Linked DNA regions of Sus scrofa: region 1 is linked to region 2. A link is a contact called in public Hi-C data. All regions are on one chromosome and are shown on one strand. Each heading gives the region's core, a stretch centred on a gene start, on an enhancer-like site or on the middle of the called end of the contact. The rest is flanking DNA. Distances are from core to core; before and after follow the strand shown. Region 1 overlaps RREB1 (ras-responsive element-binding protein 1). Region 2 has its middle 25 kb from the start of RREB1.

Region 1 (7,144 bases), core at 1,819-4,318, 100 kb before region 2:
AGGGGAGAACTGCAGGTCCGGCCCAGTTCAGACAGGTGTGCTGATGGTGCAGAGACGACACGAGCATCTCATTCACACAAAGCCTCCAACAATCTTTAGTTTATCATCTTCTAAGTGGACCCGAGTGTGTCAAGACCTCTGAGCAGCCCTGAAAGGTATTTTCTCCTGATTTGTCTTTCCCCCCTAAGGAACAGAGACTTAGTTACTTATATACGGAGTTCCCGTTGTGGCGCAGTGGTTAACGAATCTGACTAGGAACCATGAGGTTGCGGGTTCGATCCCTGGCCTTGCTCAGTGGGTTAACGATCCGGCGTTGCCGTGAGCTGTGGTGTAGGTTGCAGATGCGGCTCAGATCCTGCATTGCTGTGGCTCTGGCGTAGGCCTGTGCTACAGCTCTGATTAGACCCCTAGCCTGGGAATCTCCATATGCCATGGGAGTGGCCCAAGAAATGGCAAAAAGACCAAAAAAGAAAAAAAAAAAGAAAAATGTTATTATATAATCATTATTCCCTTCTTTTTCTTTTCTTTTTTTTTCTTTTGTCTTTTTAGAGCCTCACAAGAGGCATATGGAAGTTCCCGGGCCAGGGGTCAAATCAGAGCTACAGCTGCCAGCCTACACCACAGCAACGCCAGAGCCAAGCTGTGTCTGCGACCTACACCACAGCTCACGGCAGCGCCAGGTCCTTAACCCACTGAGTGAGGCCCAGGGTGGAATCTGTATCCTCATGGATGCTAGTCGGGTTTGTTACCCCTGTGCCACGATGGGAACTCCCTCTTCTTTTTTATAGCAGTATCTCAAAGGAAACAAAGCGTTTATCTAGTCCTGGGTAGTGTGACCCTCAGACTTCTTTCCTAAAATAAATTCTCTGCGTTCAATCTGACCTAAGACCTTCCTTCCCTCCAAGGAGTACGCCAGGCACCAAGCACCTGCTGCGCGACTCGTTTCAAGACGGGCGGGCCCAGGCCTCTGCATCTTCCCCTCCGCTCTTGAGGAGTAGCAGGTGCAAAGCTAGTTGCGGGGTGCCCTCCGAAACTCGATTATGACCGTGACAGATTTTCACAGGGCCCTTCCTCTTGCTGGGCTTGGAGGGTAAAGAAGTGACACTGCCCTACCTCTGCTCCTTCAGCCCTTTAATGCTGGCCACCTGTTCAGATGCCCAAGTTCGGCAGTACACGCCAAGGGCTGGCTGCGTCTAAGCATCTGAGAGTTGTGTGCTAAATTCAGAGCCTCTGTGGTCTCGTCTGTCACGGAGCAGGTCACATTTCTGAGCAGCGCATGCTTTCTTCCCGCATAACAGGAGCACATAAGCCTCTGCTCCTGAAGACTGCCCACTCTCCGGCGGCATCCGCAGGGCCTGCACCTGCTGTGCTCGGGGGCAGATAAAGGCAGGCCCACTGCGGGGGGAGCAAGACAAGCAGGAACCCCCTGCCTCCCCTGCACCTCTGACACCCACACCTGGACGGTTACACACCCCTGCTCTCTGGAGGGTGTGCCGGCGCCCGAGGGGACCTCTTCCGAGGATGGAGGAGTGAGTTAGAAAAGCCTGCTCTGGCTCCTGCCAGGGTCTCTCTCCTGCGTGTCCCTAACATGATATGCGCCCCACGACCCCCTGCACAGCTCCAAAGTCCACAGTTCCTAAGATGAGGAGCAAAATGGATGTTAATTCCCTATTTTATAATTACGATTTTCCAAAGAAAAAGACCCATTTCAGAGATTGGATTCTTTCCAAATGAGATCCCTTTCAATCCTTTCAAGTATCATCACTTCTTCACAGCTCTGCCGTCTGGCACTTTCTGGAAAGTTGTGCAAACTGCAAAGCTCAGTGCCCTTTTTCCTACACTGCACGCTCCCAGAGGGCGGGCCCTGGCTCAGTTTCCCAGGTTTGTTTTGGAAGACAAGCACGGCTCAATCCAAACTTTCAACATGGGAGCAGACTGATAAGGAGTTCTGGGAAGTTAAAAGCCGGAGCCACGGGGATGTTTCCATGATACGTGTTTTGCACTGTGATGGCAGCCTATTATTCTGCTCAGGAACTAGGCTATTTAGAAAGGTTTGGGATAAAGGATTTTCAAACCTCAAAAACATGAGAATCTGCAGACAGGGATGTGGCAACTTGAAAAACTATACCGGATATGATACTAAATTGAGACGGTCTCTCCTCCAAACTTTTTCAAAATAAGCTGGAACTGGCATCACTCTAAGTCTCCCTATTTACCAAATATACAATTCCTTTTTATTTTTTTACATTTGTAAAGTTTTGGTGGCATTTTATTTACTGATTTACAAAGTGGTGATAATTTCTGCTGCACAACAAAGTGATTCTGTTACACTTTACACTTGCTTGCATGTATTTATTCATTTATTTATTTTTGTCTTCTTAGGCCTGCACGTGTGGCATGTGGAAGTTCCAGGGCTAGGGGTCAAACTGGAGCCGTAGCTGCTGGCCTACACCAAAGCCACAGTAACTTGGGATCCAAGCCTTGCCTAAAACCTACACAACGGCTCATGGCAACGCCGGATCCCTAACCCACTGAGCGAGGCCAGGGATGGAGTCCATGTACCCATGGATCCTAGTCAGGTTTCGTTCATCGCTGAGCCAGGATGGCAACTCCCCACACTTGCCTTCGAACGAAGTTTTAAACTCTGTGTGCAGTGTAGGTAATGGGCTTATTAATGCTACACTGCAACTATCAACGTGACCACACGTAATTTGATCTGCTACCTGATTCTGTGAAATGTTTTTTTTTTAAATAAATATGACGGTTCTACTGGTTGACGGTCCTCTCATAAAACGACAGTGAAGGAAACACTACAGAAGGACTGATTAGCCTCATAAACAAAGACAACAAATGAACTCTCATAAAATGACTCGTGGCCAAAGGAGAGAGAGTTGCTTTATAAAGTGGGTAGCTGCAACGAGTATCTCCTCATCAGCTAGGAATAACTGGAAATGGAGAAGGATGCAGCTCTCGAGGTCCACACTGTGAGATGCATAGTGAAGCCCTCTAGGGGTTAAAGCAACCAAAATCTGGGGTGGAGTCCAGATCTGCCTCCTCCAGCACGCCGCTGGGCAGTAAACACGGGCAAGGCGGGGCTCAGCCAGGAAACTTGAGTGCGTGCACACATACGCAGGCACACGGCACTTGGGCTCGTGTAGATGACCTTGAGAACGGGGTGAGCCGGGGGCTGAGGGCAGGGGCACTGGACCAGCCTTGTGCGATTAGGCCTCGGAGAACCCGACCTACAAGTCCACACTACAGGGACTCACATCACAGAGGGGTCCTGCAGCCCTGAGGGGAGGGACTGACACTCAGCACAGAGTCCTGTCACAGGTAAGGGGGCCCAGGGCAGGTGACAGTGAAGGCAGAACAGGGCCCTAGGGGTAGGTGCCCAGCCCTGGCCATCGGCTCCCGGCTCAAGAGTCCCAGCTGCTGCCACAGATCTTGAAAGCAGCAGCAGCAGCAGCAGAAGGAAAATGAGACACAGAACTTCTTGGTTTTGAGCAGCAAACACACAGTCCACTGACTTCCTTTCACGCCTAGAAAAATCAAACAAGGATGCAGCTACTCCAGACTCGGGCCCTCACTCTTCTTTTTAATTCCTGCACACACATCCCAGCGGGGCTCTGGCCCCTGATTAATGTAACACAGGTATTTGCTCAGGAGAGATCACAGCTCACCACTGGAGTATCAGATTCTGGAACAGATCCACCAGGACAAATAAATCTAACTCTACTCTCTCTGGCACATTTTTGTAAGTGTTTTCACATTTTTATACACATTTCTTTCCAAAAGCACAGTTTCACCAACAAGGGAAGGTGGTGCTGATTGCGACTGAGGACTGAAAACCAAGTGCTCTTTTAACGCATTGTTTGCGATTTTCTACAGAGAAGATGAAATAAAGGCAGTGTGATCAACTCAAATATTCTAAATAAAGTTTTGATGTTTAAATTACCAGTTTAATCTAGGAAAGAACAAAGGGAAAAATAACTTCTTCATTCATTTTCTGGCATTATATGACTGTTCAGCCGTTACACCTTCCCTCAGTGGCACAAAGAACAACGACATTAATGACCATTTATTTAAATTTATTTCTAAGTCCTAGTTAACTAACCATTATCTTATGTGCTTGGCATGTGTTAAATCATGAATCCCCTGCAATGTTCCAATTGGCACAGTAGCACCGCCTTCTACAGATGAAGTGACCAAGACACAGGGAGGTCAATGAACCTGCCAGGGTCACACAGCTCGGAGTGCTCACCTCTCGAAGGTGATCACAGGGGTGCCTTCAGCTCTGAAAGCACCAACTCAGAAAGACCCCCGACCCAGCACACTTCCATGGTACCCTACAAGCCTTCAAAATGCTCCCACAAACACTCACTGCGTTTGAGCACAAGTTCTGAATGAGGTTTTGCTATGCCCTGTTGGTAAAGCAGAGAAAACTGGAGATTTCCGAAAAGTTCTACAGAACTGGGACTAGAACTCGGCCCCCCAACGATTAGCCCCCTCCTTCAAATCAAGATGACTCACAATAAATGAAATCAGCACAAAATCCAAAATTAGCACAAATGAACACCCTAAGGCCTGCTTTAACAATACTTGTAGGAGCTCCCATTGTGGCTCAGCAGGTTTAGAACCCAACCAGTATGTGTGAGGGCACGAGGACGTGGGTTCGATCCCTGGCCTCACTCAGTGGGTTGGTTAAGTATGTGGTGCTGCAAGCTACAGTGTATGTAGGCTGGCAGCTGCAGCTCCAATTTGACCCCTAGCCTAGGAACTTTAAGGGCTTCAGGTGCGGCCCTTAAAAAACAAACTTGTCAACAGCAATTTACCAAAAACTCCAATATGCACTGTTCATAAATGAGAAACATATCTTAGGGTACTATCAAGAGTTGTGCTATAAAAAATTCAAGGTCATTTCTGTTTATCCATGACCACACTCAGCAGACCCACGGGCAGCGCGGCTGAGAACGGCTACCTGTGAACATCACACTCTACAGTGACACGCAACTGTTTCGAAAGACGGCAGAGCTGAAAGAGTGCTTTTTTCTAATATGCAAAGTGACAAAAAGCTACATCAATTATTTTTCATGGCCTCTAAGCTTAAGTTCAAACCTCGGCACCGACTTTGATCCTAAGCAAGTTTCCTCTTCTGTGAAAAGGGATGATAACTGAATAAACCTTACAGGTAGAACACACAAAGATCAATGCAGATCGATGAGGAAACAGAAGACTTGAACAATATGTAAATCAGCTGAAGTGACAGTACATCAAGGGTACACTCCACACAACAAAAACAGTATGTACATTTTTCTCAAACAGACATGGGACATTCTCTAGTTCAGACCACATGCTAGGCCATAAAACCAGCCTCAATGAATTTAAAAGAACGGAAATCATAGAAAGTACGTCCTCCAACTACAGTGGAATCAAATCAGAAGTTAATAATAGCAAAAAGTTTGGCAACTTGCAAATATGTGGAAGTTGAACATATTCCTAAATAACCAAAGAAGAAATCACAGAGAAATTAGAAACTACTTCGAGATGAATAAAAAAGAAAACACAACGTACACAAATTTATGGGATGGGATGAAAGCAATGCTTAAAGGGAAACATACAGCTATAAATGCCGGTATCAAAAAAGTTCTCAATTAAACAGTCTAATCTTCTACCTTAAAACACTGGAAAGAGGAGCACAAACTAAACTTAAAGTAAGCAGAAGAAGGGAAATAATTGTGTTTAGAGTGGAAAACTCATGAAGCGGAGAAGAAAAGGAGCAGAGGAATATCACAATCGAAAAGTTCTTTGAAAAAAAAAACAATAAAACTGACTAAATGTCTAGCTAGACTGAGTAAGGAATAACACTGAGGAGACTCAAATTATTAAAATCAGGAATGCACGAGGAGACATTATTCCTGACCATACATAATAAATAGGATTATAAGGGACACTATGAACCACCTATGCCAACCAATTATATAACTTAAGACAAAATGGCTAAATTTCTGGAAAAGACATAAGCTACTGAAAATGACTCAAGAAGAAAAAAAATATGAGGGAGTTCCCGTCATGGCGCAGTGGTTAACCAATCCGACTAGGAACCATGAGGTTTTGGGTTCAATCTCTGGCCTCGCTCCTTGGGTTAAGGATCCGGCGTTGCCGTGAGCTGTGGTGTAGGTTGCAGACGCAGCTCGGATCCCTCGTTGCTGTGGCTCTGGTGTAGGCCGATGGCTACAGCTCCGACTGGACCCCTAGCCTGGGAACCTCCATATGCCGCGGGAGCGGCCCAAGAAATAGCAAAAAGACAAAAAAAAAAAAAAAAAAAAAAAAAAAAAAAAATCTGAGCACACCTACCATAAGGAAAGACACTGAATTAATAATAATTTCAAAACTTCTCAGAAAGAACAGCCCAGATGGCCTCACTGGGGAATTCTACCACACACTTAAAAAGAGCTCTTCACAATCTTTTCTAAAAAACGGGGAGGCGGGAGGTATTTCCCCATTCACTCTCTGACGCTAGTATTACCCTGATATAAAAGCCAGCAAGGACAACACAAAAACTACAGACTATGAATGTAGGCAACAATCTTTAACAAGATACCAGCAAACTCAATCCATCGACATAGGAGAAAATGATTATCCATTGTGACCAAGTGGGATTTATCTCAGGAATAAGGTTAGTTTACCATCCAAAACAGAGTAAAGGACAAAACCCCCCCTGACCATCTTGATAGATGCAGGAAAAGCCTCTGACAAAATCCAACACCTTGTCATGAGAAAAACAGCCAGCGAACCGGGAATAGAAGGGAACTTCTTCAAACTGACAAAGGGCATTTATGAAAAACCTTCAACTAATAACATATTGAACAGGGAGAGGCTGGCAGCTTTCTCCGCAAGATCAGAGATAAGACAAGGCCGTCCGTTGGCTTCATTCACTTCCATTTAGCATCGTACTGGAGGGGCTTGCAGGGTCAGCAGGCAAGAAAAATAAAATGCATCCAGATCAGTTTTATAAGAAAAAGGAAAACTATCACTATTTGCAAATGACATGGTCTTAAATTTAGGAAATATTAAGGAAGCCATCAAATAACTATTAGAATGAATGAATGAGATGAGAAGAATTGTAGGAAACAAAATCAATACA
Region 2 (6,954 bases), core at 1,291-3,790:
TGGGAACCTCCATATGCCACAGGTGCAGCCCTAAAAAGCAAAAAAAAAAAAGAAGAAGAAGGAATGAAACACTCACATCCGCTATAACAGGATGACTTGATGCCATTGTGCTGATTGAAATAAGCCAGTCACGAAAGGACAAATATACTAGATGATTCTACTTACAGGAGGTCCCTAGAGTGTCAAATCCGTACTGACAGAAAGTGGACTGGGTCCTACTAGGAGATGAGGGAGGGGGTGGGGAGTTAAGGGTTTAATGGGTCCAGAGGTTCTTTCTTTTTTTATGGCCTCACAGCCTATGGATCGAATCCAAGCCGTACCTGTGGCAATGCTGGATCCTTTAACCCACTGTGCTGGGCGAGGATTCAGATCCACACCTCTGCAGCCGCGGGAGCCGCTGCAGTTGGATCTTAACCCACTGTGCCACGGCGGAATTCTGTACAGTTTCTTTTGGGGAAGATGAAGAAGTTCTGAAGATACATGGAGATGCTAATAGCACAATTCCGTGACATTACTTAATGCCACTGAGCTGTACACTTAAAAATCATTCACATGGTAAACTCTCTCTCTATATATGGTCTTTATATATATACACATATATGTACACACACACACACACACCCCGCCACGTGAATGCTGAAGTCACATTCAGTGAATCCTTTAGTCAAAGATGCTGGCTGCTTCTCGGAACATCTCTGTGACCCAGCACACACCTGTGGCTGGGGACATGGGCTGCACACCAGCCAGCCCCAGAACAAGTGACTAAGGGCAGGGTCATGGTGGCTTCTCAGGCCTCAGATGACTCAAATCAGAGTGGCACATGGGACACCACAGGAAACTGAGTGCTGGCCCTATAAAACGGCAGAGCCATTTCCTTATCGCGGTCTCCGCACTCAGAATTTTTTTTACAAAAGTAATTTACAAAGGGCAAAGTTCTCAGCCCTCAGAACTCCTGGGGTTTGGCCCTGCGGGTGCCAGCGGAATCCTTCCTGGTGCCACAGGCCTTCTGGTGGGGCTCCTGGTGGGACTGCAGAGGATGACGTAGCGCCAGAAACCAGAGGCTGAACGAGGCCAACGCAAAGGTCTGATATGAGGACCGCTTCAACAGTTGGAGCTCCGGGCCCAGGGATTATTTTGAGAACTCAATTTAGCTGGAGTCAAACATGTCAATGTGTAACTTGTCTAATTTAAGTCACCTGTCCCCAAGCCCGGTCCCATTCAGCCCCTCCTGCATTGTGCGCTGGGACAAAGATCCAAGCACACTTTTCTTTTTAAAACCTGGTCCAGTGGCTCTCGGAAGCTGTCTTTAGTCTTCTAAAGACTCTCTGGCCACCTACCGGATTTTTTCAGCGTGAGGGCTGGGCAGAAAAAGAGCAAGTCACTCCCCTTGTTCAAAGGAAATCAAGGAGCGTGGCTAGTCAGACTTTGCCACTAAGTACCCCCAGGGATTTGCAAGAGAATAGCTCAGACACAGGCTGCACAACCCTCCTCTCAAGGAAAAAGCCACTTATTCTCCTACCAAAAGCGTGGAGCAGGAGGGTGGCACCCCAAAGTTTCTACGACATCTTTATCCTGGCACAAGGAGGGAAAAAGAAAGGTGACAAAATTCAAGTACCTTGGCTGATTTTTTTTCTAAGTTACCAGGAGGAAAAAGGTTTAAACGGCTTGCCAGTTTTTTTACATATAAAAAGGATAATCAGCTACATTCACGTTCTCACAAACAGCTCTAATCTTCTAAATGAGTTCTGTGTAAGGTGCTTCCTTCAAACCGAAGTCATTTTGATTAATAAAGAGATGTTAAAAAAAACAAAAAACACCCACCCTTTAAAAAAAAAAACAACCCTAAAAAAAAAAACAAAACCAAAAAAAAGAGCATTCTGTCAGATGTGGCCCTTGAGATCAGAGAGCAAAGTTAGGGAAAAAGAAAAAAATCGAAGTTACGACTCATTCAGGAAGCGCACACTGAAAGTGAAAGATTCATTGATGAGTTTTTAACTCTCAGACCGTGTGGCAGAAGAGAAGCAGGTTCAAGGTGGAGGCTGGGAAAGGCCGGGCTGTGCTGGGAACTGCTGAGTTGTTCCAGCAAGTTCGGTCACAGTTGGGTATAACGGGGTCTACAAATGACAATGTCTCAAAACCAGGTCAGGGTTGGAGAGGCGCTGGTAGTTATGGGACTGCGGCTCAGGTGCTAATCCTGGCAGGTGCTGCGGCCTCGAAAGAGGAGGCCTGCAGAGATGGTTTCAAATGCTTGCGGGGACTGATGGCTCTGCTACACGCATGGGCGCACCTAACTCACAGTCCTCCTGCGTTGGAGGCGGCTGGGGTCAGAGAGATGTGACCGCTGAACATCCAAAGCTGCATGAAGCTGGGACTTGTCCTCAGGCCCCCCCCCCCCCGCCCCGCCCCCCGGCTCCCAGGGCTGAGAAATCTCCCTGCTTGAAACCTGAAAGGTCACAGCAGTCGGAAAGCCCTTGACAAGGTGCTCACAGCAGCCAGAAAGCCCTTGGCAAGGCCACGTGGCTGTGCGAGCACCTCCAGGGGCTGCTGCGTCATCAGGAGGCGGGGCCATCAGGAGGCGGGGCCAGGCTGCAGGTTCCCGGAGGCGCCCCCCCCACGCCAGGCTCCCTGGGGGTCTGGTGACAGCCCGTCCCTAGATAACAGAAGTCGGGGGAAGAGGAGATGGCACTTCAGTGGCCAGCAGGCTGGGGTGCAAACAGGCACAGACGCTTCCCCAAGTCTCCCCCTGCCTCCCTTCCACCTCCCGCCTCTCTAAGCTTTCCGGGAACTCGAGTTGCTGGATGCCTGGCTGGTCCTGCCCTACCATGTTCTAAGCAGCTGAGGACACCCCCACAGGCAGGCTCTTCTTAGCTTTCTGAATGCTGAGGGTAGGTAGGGGTGTCAGAGCCACAAAAATCTGTGCTGGAAACAGGTCTGGATGGTTAAGCTGGATACAAAAGAAAGTTAATGTGTCCCAAGAGCCCTGACTCAATCCTGAGCCACGGGGTCGGCGGGTGGAGGCGGATGTATGCTCCCATTTTGCAAAAGGTTGAATCCCCCCAGTTCTCATTTGAGCACCTCTGTTAACACCAGCGGGGTCCCTCCAACAGCTGGGCCCCTACTTGAAATAAGGATTCAGACTCTCTTTAAAGGCGCTGACGTTAAAGCAGACCAACAAAAGGAACTTGCTCGCCGAACTGCCCGGGTCTGCTGAATGCCATGAGGACAGGAAGTGAGAGGGCTAGAAAGGCCAGGTGGCAGAAAGATGCTGGCAGCCCATCTTCCAAGATGCTAGCTGAAAACACACCCAGCTGTGAAGCCCTGACTGAAATGGCCCTTCTTTCTTTCCCAAAGGCAAACGAAGACACCTGGGTCGAGAAAGTGGAGACGGGCCCCCGATGTAACCGCAGGGGCGAGAGTTAGCCGTGGTTAGGAGAGCGGCTGGATGAAAGAGGACGCTGTCCTGAGCACAGAGGTACTGTTTCCCTGCTGCACCGGAGTGCACCAAAGCGCCACCAAGCTAACAGGACAAAGGTTAAGGACAGCTGATAAGCAGGCCAGGAGATGGAGGCCAAGAGGGCCGCAGCTTTGCATCGCTGGGGAGCGGGGCAGGCAGGAATGTGAGAAGGCGAAAGAGCCCGGGCACAGCAAGCCGGCTTGGGGGGGGGGCGCTAATTATAGCAAGTCATTTTTCAGGGGAAGAAACCTTCCAGGGGAAAGTGGTCCAGAGGCACATTTTGAATTCAGACATCGGATCAGTGGCTGTTCCCCATGCACAGGCGCCCGTGACCAGCTACCTCTGAACACGTCCTCAGGTGCCCGATGATGATGGGGGTTTCAAATTATAGAACGATGAGCACAGTATGCAACTCAGAAATCTGGCCAGCAGAGGCCCCGATTCCATCCTGAAGTGACGACTCTCTGTGGCCGCGTGTGCACGTGTGCTTCCCCACTTAGAAGAGACTTAGTCCCTGTTCCCGAGGCTTCGGAAAGATTCCAGACTCGTGCACAGTTTCTAGACTGCTTTCTGGATGGGCTGATACACAAAGCAGTCACTACGCTGGGCTGTGCCCACAGGTCACAAGTCTTTCTGGCAGCCGATGTGGAAGGTTCTCGGGGAGGGTGGAAGGGGGAGGGGAGCTGATCACACAGCTCAGAGGAGGCGCCTCAGGGATCAGAAATACTTACTGTGGCACCTGCCCAAGAACCCCAGTGGCCGAAACGGGCTTTAACTCCAAAGGTGCCCCTAGATGAGGCCTACCACACTGTCAGGGTCCAAATTAAATGATATGCCAACTCTGAATGGTCACCTCTAGGAGACGCTTAGCAATAATCTGTCCTGTCAAAGAAAGAAGTGATGGGACATCTTAGCTGGCTGTGGCAGAAGGACGGTACAAGGAAACAGCCTCGCCCTGGTTATATCAGCCTTGTTAGCACCCTCTGGGCGGGCTCTCCTGGTTAGCAGGTTCCCTACTGTCCGAAACGCCACTGTAGGTCATGTTAGCCGGATTCGCCTGGCTGCTCCTGCAATGGAAGTGCCCGGCCTGGATGCAAAGGCCTCCTCGCCAGTGCTCACTGGCCTGTGCTAGAACATGGTCCAAGACACACCGCAATCAGGGGGGAAGGCAGGGCCCTCCCTCCACCGTGGAGGTGGAGAGAGGGGCAAACTGTTGTTTCCTTCACAGAGGAAGACCAGGAGTTCCCTGGTGGCTCAGGGGGTTAAGGATCCAGCATGGTCACTGCTGTGGCTCAGGTTTGTTCCCTGGCTCAGGAACTTTCACATGCTTTGGGTGCAGCCATAAAAATAAATAAATCGAATTTTTTTTAAAGATAGAAATTGAATCGTACTTTCTCTTTATGTCTGTACCCACAGCATATGGATGTTCCCAGGCCAGGGATTAAATCTGAGCCATATCTCAAGGCAGTGCCAGATTGTTAACCCACTGAGCAAGGCCAGAGATCGAACCCGCATCCTCATGGAGACTATGTTGGGTTCTTAACCCGCTGAGCCACAAGAGGAACTTTTTTTTTTTTTTTGGTCTTTTAGGGCCACACCCACAGCATATGGAGGTTCCCAGGCTATGGGTCCAATCAGAGCTGTAGCCACCAAACTCCGCCAGAGCCACAGCAAGTCAGGATCCAAGCCACATCTGCGACCTACACCACAGCTCACAGCAATGCTGGATCCTTAACCCACTGAGCGAGGCCAGGGATCGAACCTGCGTCTTCGTGGATCCTAGTCAGGTTAGTTAACTGCTGAGCCATGACAGGAATTCCCACAAAGAGGAGCCCTTGACGATAATTTTTCAATGAACCATATTTTTCCTCTCCCCAAAGTCAAGTCCCACAGGCCTGGGCCTGTACTCTCTGGACCGTGGCCACACTGAGAAAGCCCACTTCACTTCAGTTTATCCTAAGCCCTCTGCCCAAGCACATCCTAAAAATCATGCTTCCTCCTCAGCGCCTTCGTTAGGAGAGCAGTGGAAAATTCTCCTTTCCCCATGCAGCTGAAACAGCATATTTCCACCTACCATGCTGTTGCTACTGCCTGATACACTTAGAAACTTCACAACTGGATTTATCTGTGACATGTGTCTGGCCTGTATTCACTTTCCTTGTATCACTGAAACTAACTGGAGAATAGAATTTCATCAGTTTATGGTCAGTTATAAAATGCTTTTTACGAAATTAGGCAGTGGCTGTTTGCCACTTGGCTACGGAGAGGCAGAGCCCGAGGCACAGCATTAAAAGCAGATGATCTGATCAATTGCAGGGACTCCCACCACCCGACATCCAGTTCTCCTTGTGAGGACCCACAGAAGGCAAGTCTTGGCGCCAAGGAAAAAAACCGTGTTTCTCTTGCACAGCGGGTTTGTTGTCCTATCACTAGAGCCTGAGTCTTATTACCAATCATCTCTCCATTTGCTTGGAGTGCCAGATGCCCAAAGCCAGCTCCGCACCCACAACAGGCAGATGGTCTGGATTTCATGGTGTCATTTTAATTTGGGGGTTTTGGGGGGGTTGGTTTTGGGGTTTTTTTGTTTTGTTTTTTGCCTTTTCTAGGGCCGCTCCTGTGGCAAATGGAGGTCCCAGGCTAGGGGTCTAATCAGAGCTGTAGCCGCCAGCCTACACCACTAAGCTCACGACAATGCCAGATCCTTAACCCACTGAGCGAGGCCAGAGATTGAACCCACAACCTCATGGTTCCCAGTCAGATTCGTTAACCACTGAGCCACGATGGGAACTCCCATGGTGTCATCTTGTGTGTCAGCCTCACCCCCAGCTTTGCTTACACATCTGCTTTAGCCTTAATTCACCTCATTTATTTAAATTAATTAGTGTATTTCTTTTTTATTTTGACCACACCAGTGGCATGTGCAAGTTTCTGGACCAGGAATCGAACCCACGCCACAGCAGCAACCTGAGCCACAGCAGTGACAACACCGGATCCTTAACCCACTGCTCCACAAGAGAACTCAACCTTTTTTTTGTCTTTTTAGGGCCACAGCATATGGAGGGTCCCAAGCTAGGAGTGGAATCGGAGCTATAGCCACTGGCCTACACCGCAAGCCACAGCAATGCCAGAACCGAGCCAAGCTGGTGACCTACACCGCAGCTCACAGCTCTGAGCGAGGCCAGGGATCGAACCTGACTCAGATTCGTTTCCACTGAGCCACGACGGGAACTCCACTCTTACTTATTTTAATTACTGTTGTACTATGTGTATTTCTATGATTCACATATATCCCAGGGTATATATGAATACGTAGATATGGTGCCACTTTAATCTACTGCCAATCAAGTCTCTCTGATGAGCCCTTTGAGAGACTGGGCCGGGGCAGGCATCTGTTTCCTAGGGTCCATATCATTCATGTTTCCAGATACACGTGAGCAGTTACTTCCTATCACACACTTCCAGCTACCACCTGCCTAACCCACTTAGAGGATGTTGGCTTG

Evidence for each region. A called contact is a pair of places that touch in the nucleus more often than the background predicts.
Region 1: a Hi-C map of liver shows a contact between it and region 2, with 1.5 times the contacts expected there. The contact joins two enhancer-like sites. A contact is called at or near these places in 2 of 47 Hi-C or Micro-C datasets (liver and psoas muscle) and 2 of 2 datasets of contacts at active chromatin or transcription factors (alveolar macrophages and skeletal muscle).

The regions. Positions count from the first base shown.
Region 1 is chr7:4,588,420-4,595,563 of Sscrofa11.1, reverse strand. The region is part of intron 6 of RREB1 (ras-responsive element-binding protein 1); the gene reads right to left. Among named protein-coding and RNA genes, the nearest start is that of RREB1, 80 kb to the right of the region's middle. Within about 2 kb of position 3,068, at least 17 of the 83 cell types and tissues checked have an H3K27ac peak or open chromatin away from gene starts, as enhancers often do. A contact at or near this core is called in liver and skeletal muscle, where this site is marked.
Region 2 is chr7:4,483,422-4,490,375 of Sscrofa11.1, reverse strand. No RefSeq gene overlaps it. Among named protein-coding and RNA genes, the nearest start is that of RREB1, 25 kb to the left of the region's middle. Within about 2 kb of position 2,540, at least 26 of the 83 cell types and tissues checked have an H3K27ac peak or open chromatin away from gene starts, as enhancers often do. A contact at or near this core is called in liver and skeletal muscle, where this site is marked.